Linked DNA regions of Mus musculus: regions 1 and 3 are each linked to region 2. Evidence: chromatin contacts called from public HiChIP or PLAC-seq and promoter capture Hi-C data. All regions are on one chromosome and are shown on one strand. Each heading gives the region's core, a stretch centred on a gene start, on an enhancer-like site or on the middle of the called end of the contact. The rest is flanking DNA. Distances are from core to core; before and after follow the strand shown.

Region 1 (2,799 bases), core at 6-2,505, 170 kb after region 2:
TATAGTGACCTCATAAAAAGCAGATAGGCTGGGAGGGCATCTCAGTGTTAAAGAAGTGTGCCCAGCTTGCAAGGCAGGGAGGGTATCTCAGTGTTAGAGTGTGCCTAGCATGCAAGGGGGTCGGTCCTGCATGCCATCTGAAAGAAAAGGCACCCTGAGGGTTAATGAAACATGCTTTATCAAGGCCTTGTATTGAGAACCTCTAATAGAACACAAAGAAGCTGTTTACGTCGCTTTTTAGATTGGGGGTGGGGTGGGGGGTGGGAAGCCTTACCGACCAGCAGGGACCAAGACCGGATGCCTGGAGCCCTCTTCAGATGGAGGCGGGTGCTGGTGCGTGTCTCCACCTGCATATACATTCTTGGAACCTGGGCTCTACTGCACAGCCGACCAGGCTTGGAAAAACACAACTGAAGCCTGCAACCAGTGCACATAGGCAGCACCTCATTAGTCCAGTCAGGAGGCCAGGGGAAGGTCCACAGCAGACCCCGAACACCTTTCTCTTATGAGCCCACTTAACTCACAATTATGTATGGGCATCGGGGCTACACAGCTCACAAATTTGGTGTTGGTCTGAACTCACTTCCAAGCCCCCAGTCTTGTGAACCCTTTTCTTGACTGAACTCTTATCTTTAAGTTGTTCCATTAGTAAGCCCCCTCCCCCTCCCCCGCCCCGACACACACACACACAACTCAGGCTTCCGGCACCTTACCCGAATCTTCCAGAAACAACTCTTCCCACCAAGAACGGGAAGTGAAAGTACCATCGTGTATGAGTCTCTACATTCATAAGCTGTCAGATCCCTGTTATTGACGCCAGACTACCTAACAATGGCCCAAATGCGCCGAATTAATGGGACACTGCGGCAGGACGTCTGGAGATTAACACCCAAGGCCCCAGTTCTGAGTGGCTCCTTGGATTCCCAGGGGCAATCAAGCTTCATACCCTACATCCTCAAGAATCCTAGTTAGGCACATAACTTGCCTCCCTCTGGCTTCAGTTACCAACAAGCTCCACTAGCGGCCCGTTACGCTGGCTCCTCCTCCGGAGTGCACACGCCCGGCTTCCTCAATTTGCCTTGCGCCTGGTCCAGATCCGCAAGCGATGACCCGCACAGGGCTCGGCGGGTCGGAACCCGAAAAGTTGTAGGACACGCACCTATGCGGACAACGAGGGACTTGTAGGAGAATGAGTGGGAGAGAACAGCCCCTCGAACTTCCGGACTTCTGTTCCGCAGACTTCCGGGATAAGAGCTGGGTGGGAACCTCCCAGGGGTGGAGACTGAGTGATTACGCAGTCGGGGGTTGTGCCTTTGTGCTTCACACTCCTGGGGACAGGGACAGGTAGGGCACCTGAATTTAGCCCCTTGGCCAACCAAGAAAGATGTCACTCAAGGAGGTTTCCTAGTTAAGCAGGATATGGGCGTGGTTTAGAAGCCTGGGGAGTGAGTGGATCTGGATTGGGTTTTTTTGTTTGTTTGTTTTTGGGGGGTTTTTTGGGTTTTCCAGACAAGGTTTCTCTGTGTAGCTCTGGCTGGCCTGGAACTCAGAGGGATCTTCATGCTTCTGCCTCCCGAATGCTGGGATTAAAGGTGTGTGCCACCGCCTCCTGGCTAGATCTGTAATTTTCAGGAAATGATAAGAGGTCATATTCACCAGATGCCTAAGGTATAGCAAACATGATCTGACTACCCGAGGTCAATCTAACAAAAGATGCACAATAAATGAAAGTGGGGACATGGCCACTCCTAGGTATTGTTGACGAGTTTCTTATTGTAAATGTGAGGGAAAGCACATATGGAAGCGTCTGGTTGAACATGTCCAGCAGAATAGAGCCATGAGAGGAAAGAGAGAGGGGCAGAGTAAGAGATGAAGAGAGGCGAGATGGAGACAAAAGACCAAGAGGGCAGACAGCACGTAGTCACGATGTCAGATGTCAGCACGTAGTCACGATGTCTGGGTTTTATAGGCAAAGAGAAGTTGGAGGGAAGGGAAGGGAAGGGGAGGGGAGTTGAGGGGAGGGAAGGGAAGGGAAGGCAGGGGCTTGGGCAGGGTTAGAGAGGTCTAGGGTAGTGGGCAAGAGCTGAGGAGTCAGGACTCTGTAACAGGTACTTGCTGAGAGCATGGCCATCATCTACTTTGATGGTCAATAGGCACCTCAGTTAGCCATTTGTCCCCGGTTTCTTTCAGACCTAACACACAATAACTAGTGACGTAAAACCTGGATCACATGTTCCTATTTTGTAGTTTGCCTCCAACATACCTACGATGATCTGTGGGTGCTAGGACGGCATGCTGGAGCAGAGATTTCCATTACTTTACCGTTCTCTTTAGATCTACTTGTTATGGGATTCCTAATTTTATAATGACTTTATAAAAGTACACAGCATGACCCTTGAAGTTTTGTCAATTTATAGTTACAGTATATACTGAGAAAACTGGATGAGGCAGTCTCTCTCTAATATTTACTTATTTATTTTATGTATAGGAATACACTGTAGCTGTCTTCAGACACACCAGAAGAGGGCATCAGATCCCATTGCAAATGGTTGTGAGCCACCATGTGGTTGCTGGGAATTGAACCTCAGGACCTCTGGGAAAGTAGCTAGTACTCTTTACTATTGAGCCAACTCTCGATCCCTGTTTTTTGTTGTTTTTGCTTGTCTGTATGATGTGCGTGTGTGAGTGTGTGCATGTATTTCTGGTTGGCCTGGAACTCTGGGATCTGGCCCAATCTGTCTTGCGAGTGCTAGAATTAAAAGCACACGCTGCTATACTCAGTTTAAAGCTGGATTTATT
Region 2 (2,959 bases), core at 352-2,851:
TGTCCTAACACGAGAGTTCTCAGCCTTCTTCCAGCGGACTTGGGTTATGTGCCACCCTTGTGAGGGTGAGATCCTCAAGAGGGAGAAGATGGCATTATTTCTCTTTCAGGCCTCTATTTTGTCTGTGGACCCAGATCCCAGCCACCTTGTCTCTCAGGCCCTGGGAACTTCTGGGTTTTTCCCAGCTATAACAGGACCTCTTTACTTAAGTCAACAGAATGACCAGAAGTAGGCTGAATCTGTGTCCACCTTGCTTGCATCTGTGTTCTTTTGGCTCCAGCTCATGATCAGCTCTGCATATAAGTATGGCAGTTACTCAAGGAGCCTTTGTCTAACGCCCATGAACTCCTCATGGCTGAGGAGACAAAGAACGGGAGTCTCTGAAGCATCTGTTGGCTTTCGTAGTGTCATGTTCCAGATCCCCCCGAAATGCATGAAAAGTCTCTAGTCATTGTTCTTAGTTTGCAGTGATCCAGGGTGTCAGAATAACATTCTCACAGATCCCTTAACACAGTCACCCCAGCAGGAGGAGCCACCTTTTCGGAACCCCATTATCCCTCAACCAGGACTTATTGGCAGCACCCTATCAGAACTGAGATAGTGATCAACCAGACTACGCTGTGACCAGGACTTCTTAACGATGTAGACCCTTCCCACTCCTCTATTTAAGCCCAAAGCTCATGTTAGTACCTTAAAGATGGGTTGACAGACTTTGTTGCCATTCTTGCCCAAGGACTGTGTGGGTTAAGTCCCTTCCCTGTATTTTTATTTGATTCCTTAGGGGAGATCTCTGTTTCAGGACTCAGCTGGCACAGCCAACATGGTATGTCACCTTTCTGACACTCCCTTCCCAATGCCTTTGCTGGATCTCCTGATGGAAATGATGCCATGACCTATGTCCACCAGTTATGAGTGCTGAGCCCCAAAGGAGATAGAAGCAGATCTGACCCCATCCCATGCAACACAATGGCCTTCAGCTCAGCTGGGAGTTGCATGCATGGAGCCTCAAGGATTTTGCAGAAGAAAGTCACAAGAAGAACCTTCAACCCCACAGCCAGACGTTGGCTTCTACTTATGTTAAGATGAGACCCAAACAACAGGACCCACACAGGTCACTGACTGAGCATAACATAGAGTCTTGATTCTCTGAGTGACCAGCCTCAGAAATTCACCCGTGTCAACTGCAGCTCACCTGTGTGCACCAAATCCCTCCCCCTGGCTTACGTACTCATGATCAGATGACAAGAAAGAATGCTCTGTTCTCTTCTTCCCATTCAGTTCACACCGAAGAACCCAGCTGCTGCACCTGCTCCTCCTGGAGCTTGGTGGGAGGCACCTGGAGAGACACAGATCCACTCTGCTCCTGATGTCCAGGGTGCCTGGACACTCCTCAGCCTCACCTTTACTCTGGACAAATCACTGAGACACAGGCATCCAATAAACAGAGGGTCCCAGAGAGGCTGCAGCCAGGGACACCCTGCCTGAGGGTCTCACCCCACATGCTTTAGAGCCCCAACACTCTGGGTGCCACCTCCCCTCCAGTTCTCACCTGCATGTGTGCTCCAGCTTCTTACCTGCTTCTCTGGCAATGAACTCTGGTGTAGCCCTTGCTGAGCTCATCCTGACCTGAGGGCGTGTCAGGGAGGAGGCGGTCCAAGTACCACCCGTTCTCATACCCAAGGGACTGCATTAATCCAGGAAGAAAACAAACTTCGGGAAAGAGTGTCATTTGCAGGAACTACCCTGAGTCCACACAACAGTGATGAGTTTCTGAGTGACTCCTTCATTAAAACATTTTAATTGAAAGCGGCTTTTAGCTACTTGCCTTAGGAGCACGGGAAGAAAGTCTAGGCTTTTCCTAGGCTAGTCATGGCTGCGGTCAGTGTTTGATTCAGGGCTCAGGGACTGCTCATTTAGGGGGACTTGTCTCCCTGCATGGGACATCACAGGCAAGAAGACTCTGGGCAACCACACAGGGAAAGGCAGGAGCCTAGTGCCCACACTGGACACAGTGCATGGGCTCCACATTCACAGGGTTCCCAGATATCCCTAGTGCCAACGTTAGAGAGAGGATCAGATAACCATGATCCCATGATTGTAGTATCCCTCCGGCAAGGCTTAGGCTACCAGACCGGAGGTAGGGGTCCTTGGGATGGTGGGGCAAGGATGTCCTGTGGTAAGGAATCTTGAAGGGCAGCTAAAGGTTCCGTGTCTCACCCCAAACATTAAAACACCTTTGTTGTCTCAGTGAAAACTCACCGTGAAAGTGAAACTAGGTGATTTGTTTTGAAACCACAAGGCAGGGACAACAACATTACAAGTCTTTCCCAGTGACAGTTCCAACTCTGAGGTCAGTGTCTACAGGTGATGATGCAGCTTAGCCTTCTGGAGAGTCTGTGTGCAAAAATCCCACCCCGGTGTGTACACGGTCTCAGTGTGTATACAGTCCTGCTGTGGTCTCACTGGCAGACACAGCTGCTTGTGTCCTAGCTCCACTAGGAGTCACCTTCTGCACATTCTCTGATCAGAAGTTGTGACATCTCCTGTCTCACCCACAGAGTTTTCAGAGATTTATGCTCCAAGGTCACTCTCAATTTCCTCAGCAGGATCTGCTGAGAATTTAGGAGTGCTGGGTATCTATTTCCTGTTGTCCTCTGTCCTCTGTGGCTTAATCCTATTTTTAATTTCTCTCTCTCTCTTTCTCTCCCTCTCTCCCCCCTCTCTCTCTCTTCCCCCTCTCTCCCCCTCCCTCCTTCTTCCCCTCCCTCCCATCTTCTCCCCTCCCCTTTGTGTGTGTGTGTCCTACCTTAGGCACTATTCACAGTTTTGAAGCAGGGTCTTTTGTTGGCCTGGCTTTCACCAGGTATGCCAGTGAGTCTGAGAGAGCGGTACCTCCTCAGTGCTGGAATTATAACTGTGCACATCATACTCAGCTTTTAATTTTTTTTTTTTACACTGG
Region 3 (2,916 bases), core at 119-2,618, 130 kb before region 2:
GGAGCAGTTTCATAAAAGATTCCAGGATACAGGTGGAAGGGCAGTGACCTCTGAGGTCCTCCCTGTGGGGACATCAATGATCTCCATCTCTTCATGACTAGCCCATCCCTTGGAGTCGCTGTTATCCTCCACCTGCTATTCCCAGGGAGGACCGACCTGTACCCAGGCAGGAGCCCTGGAGAATACAGCCTGTTCTTGTTTCCTGCAGCTCTCCCTGGGCCCCAGCTGCCAGAGCAGTGATTGAAACCTACACTGATGCCGATTCTAAATAAAGACTGCTGGAAACTGGATCCCACTTCAGTCCGAATGGTCTGAATGGCCTTTGATTCAGTTAACTTGTGATTCTTTTTCTGCACCCAACATAGCAAGAATAAAACATGAAATCAAAAGAAAAAAAAAAATCAGGAAGCTTTCACTGACGTATGCTAAAATTAGTAGCTGAAAATATGGTTAAAAGCAAGACTTTTACACAGTCAAGCACCTCCCCAAATGGTGTTTATTATTTACAATAAGAAAATAGAAACCTGGGGGCTGGTGAGATGGCTCAGTGGGTAAGAGCACCCGACTGCTCTTCTAAAGGTCCTGAGTTCAAATCCCAGCAACCACATAGTGGCTCACAACCATCTGTAGTAGGATCTGATGCCCTCTTCTAATGTGTCTGAAGACAGCTGCAGTGTACTTACATATAATAAATAAATAAATCTTAAAAAAAAAAGGAAAGAAAACAGAAACCTTGTTATTTATTTAGATTTTAAGACAGAGTCTCTACATAGCTCTGGCTGTCCTGGAACTATGCAGACCAGGCCGGCCTCGAAATAACAGAAATCCGCCTGCCTCTGCCCCCAAATCCTGGGATTTTAAAGCATGTGCCACCATGCCGAGTAGAAAATAATAACTTTATGTTAGCCCCTTGGCAGCCACCACTTAAACCACTCAAACCTTGGCGACGAAAGTATTCCCCAGTAATGGGGCGTTTGCCTTCTGGGAGGCACGAGCGCGCCATTTTCTTGTTTAAAATGTGTAACTTAATTGTGTAAAATATCGGGCCAAGCCAGGATGACAAGTAGTCTACAAGATAATGGACTAATGAAGTCAGTGAGGGACTGAAGCGCTGTGAAGCGCGTGTGGCTAATCACGAGGTAGGCGTTTGGGAGTCTGAGTCAAAGAAAGCTACAGGGGAGCAAGAACCTGATGCGATGACCGTCCACTCACCGCGTGTGCCAGGACGGTCCCAGCGGAATTAGCTTCGTCTCCCGCGTGCGACCTAGAGCTGCGCCAGCTGGGACCCGGGTCTCCAGGATTCCGAGCGCCAGCACTCTCCCGCCCGAACCTACAGCGCGGGCCACGTTACCATAGCGACTGGAGTCAGTAACCTTGGTCCCGGTGCACCCTGAGCGGCGCTCCGATCCCGCCGGGCAGAAACAGGAGTCTCAACACAAAAGAGTTCCGACCTGTGCGCTGGTACCGAAGGAAGAGACGCTTGGGGTTCCGTGGCCTAGCAGACTCCCTGAGTAGTGCGAGCCAGTGAGCAAGGACCTACACCTACGGGGCCCTGTGCCCTCCCCCAGCTGTCCTGAGGGTCCCCAAGGTGCCCATTCTGGAGTCCCAAAGGGCTAACTTCAGCTTAGCAGGAGGTGCCTGTAGGCGGAGGGACTGGGAGCTCAGGGATGGAACCTGCAAGTCGTGGGTGGGAAGTTATTCTGGGACTCAGGTTTTCCCTTTGTAGACTGCACATGAGACTGTAACAAGGGTGCACATGGCAAGAGTGGGTGGAGGTTGCACCTAGGGCATGTCGCCAGGCGGAGAGGGCTAAGTGAAGAAGTTGATCCTCTTTCAGAGCCCTGGGTAAGGCGCAGTCACAAGAAGTCCATCCACGATTTGGTCTGAAACCCCAAGCATCAAAAGGTGAATGATCCTCCAAGACCCCAGCTTTCATGGAGCGTGTCCTGGACTAAGAAGAGTTGGATGGAATGGGGCTGGTTGCTGGGAAGGGCCTGCATGAGCCCCAGGAATTCGTTGTAGGCTCGCCTTTGTCTTTCTTTAAATCCTTAGGTCATCTGAGGGCCAGGGAGATGGCTCTGTGGATGTGTCAGTCTGATGACCTGATTCACACTCTGGGACCCACAGAATGGAAGGAGAGAACCAATTCCCATGAGTCTTCCCTATCCCCCATATGTTATGGTCTGCACGTTCACACAGTCACAAATAATAAAAAGAATGGTATTCTTATCTCTTTATACTGAAGAAGTTAAACTGTGGCCTGGTCCTGGAACTGGCATACACACCTAAACCAGCATAATTCCTAGGGGATGGGGAGTGTCTGGGAATCCCCTCCTCCAGGAGGGCAGTATCAAGAAGTCTAGTCATTCCTACTTTCCTGTCCTATATCCTGCCGTCTTCCTCTACCCGTCAGTCTCTTTCCCTCAACTTGCTGTCCCCACTTCCTGACAGCAAATGCTTGGTGTTTGAACCTTCCCCCAACCAGCTTGTCTTTGTAGCCTTCTTCTCAGCCAGGGAGTCCCCTGAACTTCTAGGGGCCTTCTGTTCTATTAGAAAGTGAGGTAACCTCAACTGCCAGTTCTTTGCTGTCAAATGTAAAACCCTTGCCTTAATTGAGGGGTCCAAGGGTCAGCCCCATTCCACAAGTATGTTCACACCCCTTGTCTCTGCCTCACTCTGTCACAGGAGCTTCCTGTAGTTGGTCTTTGCTACTTTGTGGTTCTTTTTCCCACCCCTGTTTCACCCCACCATCACCAGATAGGAGAGAAAGAAGGATGGGGGGAGAGAGTGGGATAGAGATTCCTGAATCTAATTTCTTTCCTTGTTTCTACTTTGAGCATAACGACTAACAAAACTGCAACACACACACCACGACCAACATCCACTCCCACTTCTCGGGGCCCTAGCATCTATATA

The links. HiChIP or PLAC-seq counts read pairs in DNA pulled down with a chosen protein or histone mark. Capture Hi-C pulls out chosen DNA fragments and counts their contacts.
Region 1: an HNF4G HiChIP or PLAC-seq map of pancreatic cancer cells shows a contact between it and region 2. The contact joins the promoter of Cybc1 here to the promoter of Sectm1b in region 2. A contact is called at or near these places in 1 of 39 promoter capture datasets (the SN4741 cell line), 1 of 115 datasets of contacts at active chromatin or transcription factors (pancreatic cancer cells) and 3 of 9 other capture datasets (adipose tissue, liver and pancreatic islet).
Region 3: a promoter capture Hi-C map of adipose tissue shows a contact between it and region 2. The contact joins the promoter of Ccdc57 here to the promoter of Sectm1b in region 2. A contact is called at or near these places in 8 of 39 promoter capture datasets (embryonic stem cells, hematopoietic stem and progenitor cells, liver and 2 more), 3 of 115 datasets of contacts at active chromatin or transcription factors (the SCID.adh cell line, embryonic stem cells and pancreatic cancer cells) and 3 of 9 other capture datasets (adipose tissue, liver and pancreatic islet).

What each region holds. Positions count from the first base shown.
Region 1 is chr11:121,228,054-121,230,852 of GRCm38.p6, forward strand. It overlaps Cybc1 (cytochrome b 245 chaperone 1), which reads right to left and starts at 1,256. Exons shown (of 7, transcript NM_144832.2): 1 at 986-1,256; 2 at 275-417. The coding sequence starts at 359.
Region 2 is chr11:121,061,968-121,064,926 of GRCm38.p6, forward strand. Sectm1b (secreted and transmembrane 1B) reads right to left here and starts at 1,602. Exons shown (of 5, transcript NM_026907.3): 1 at 1,550-1,602; 2 at 1,229-1,336.
Region 3 is chr11:120,931,504-120,934,419 of GRCm38.p6, forward strand. It overlaps Ccdc57 (coiled-coil domain containing 57), which reads right to left and starts at 1,369. Exons shown (of 19, transcript NM_027745.1): 1 at 1,213-1,369. A430102A20Rik (a long non-coding RNA gene) reads left to right here and starts at 1,361. Exons shown (of 3, transcript XR_880367.2): 1 at 1,361-1,588; 2 at 1,838-1,905; 3 at 2,053-2,509.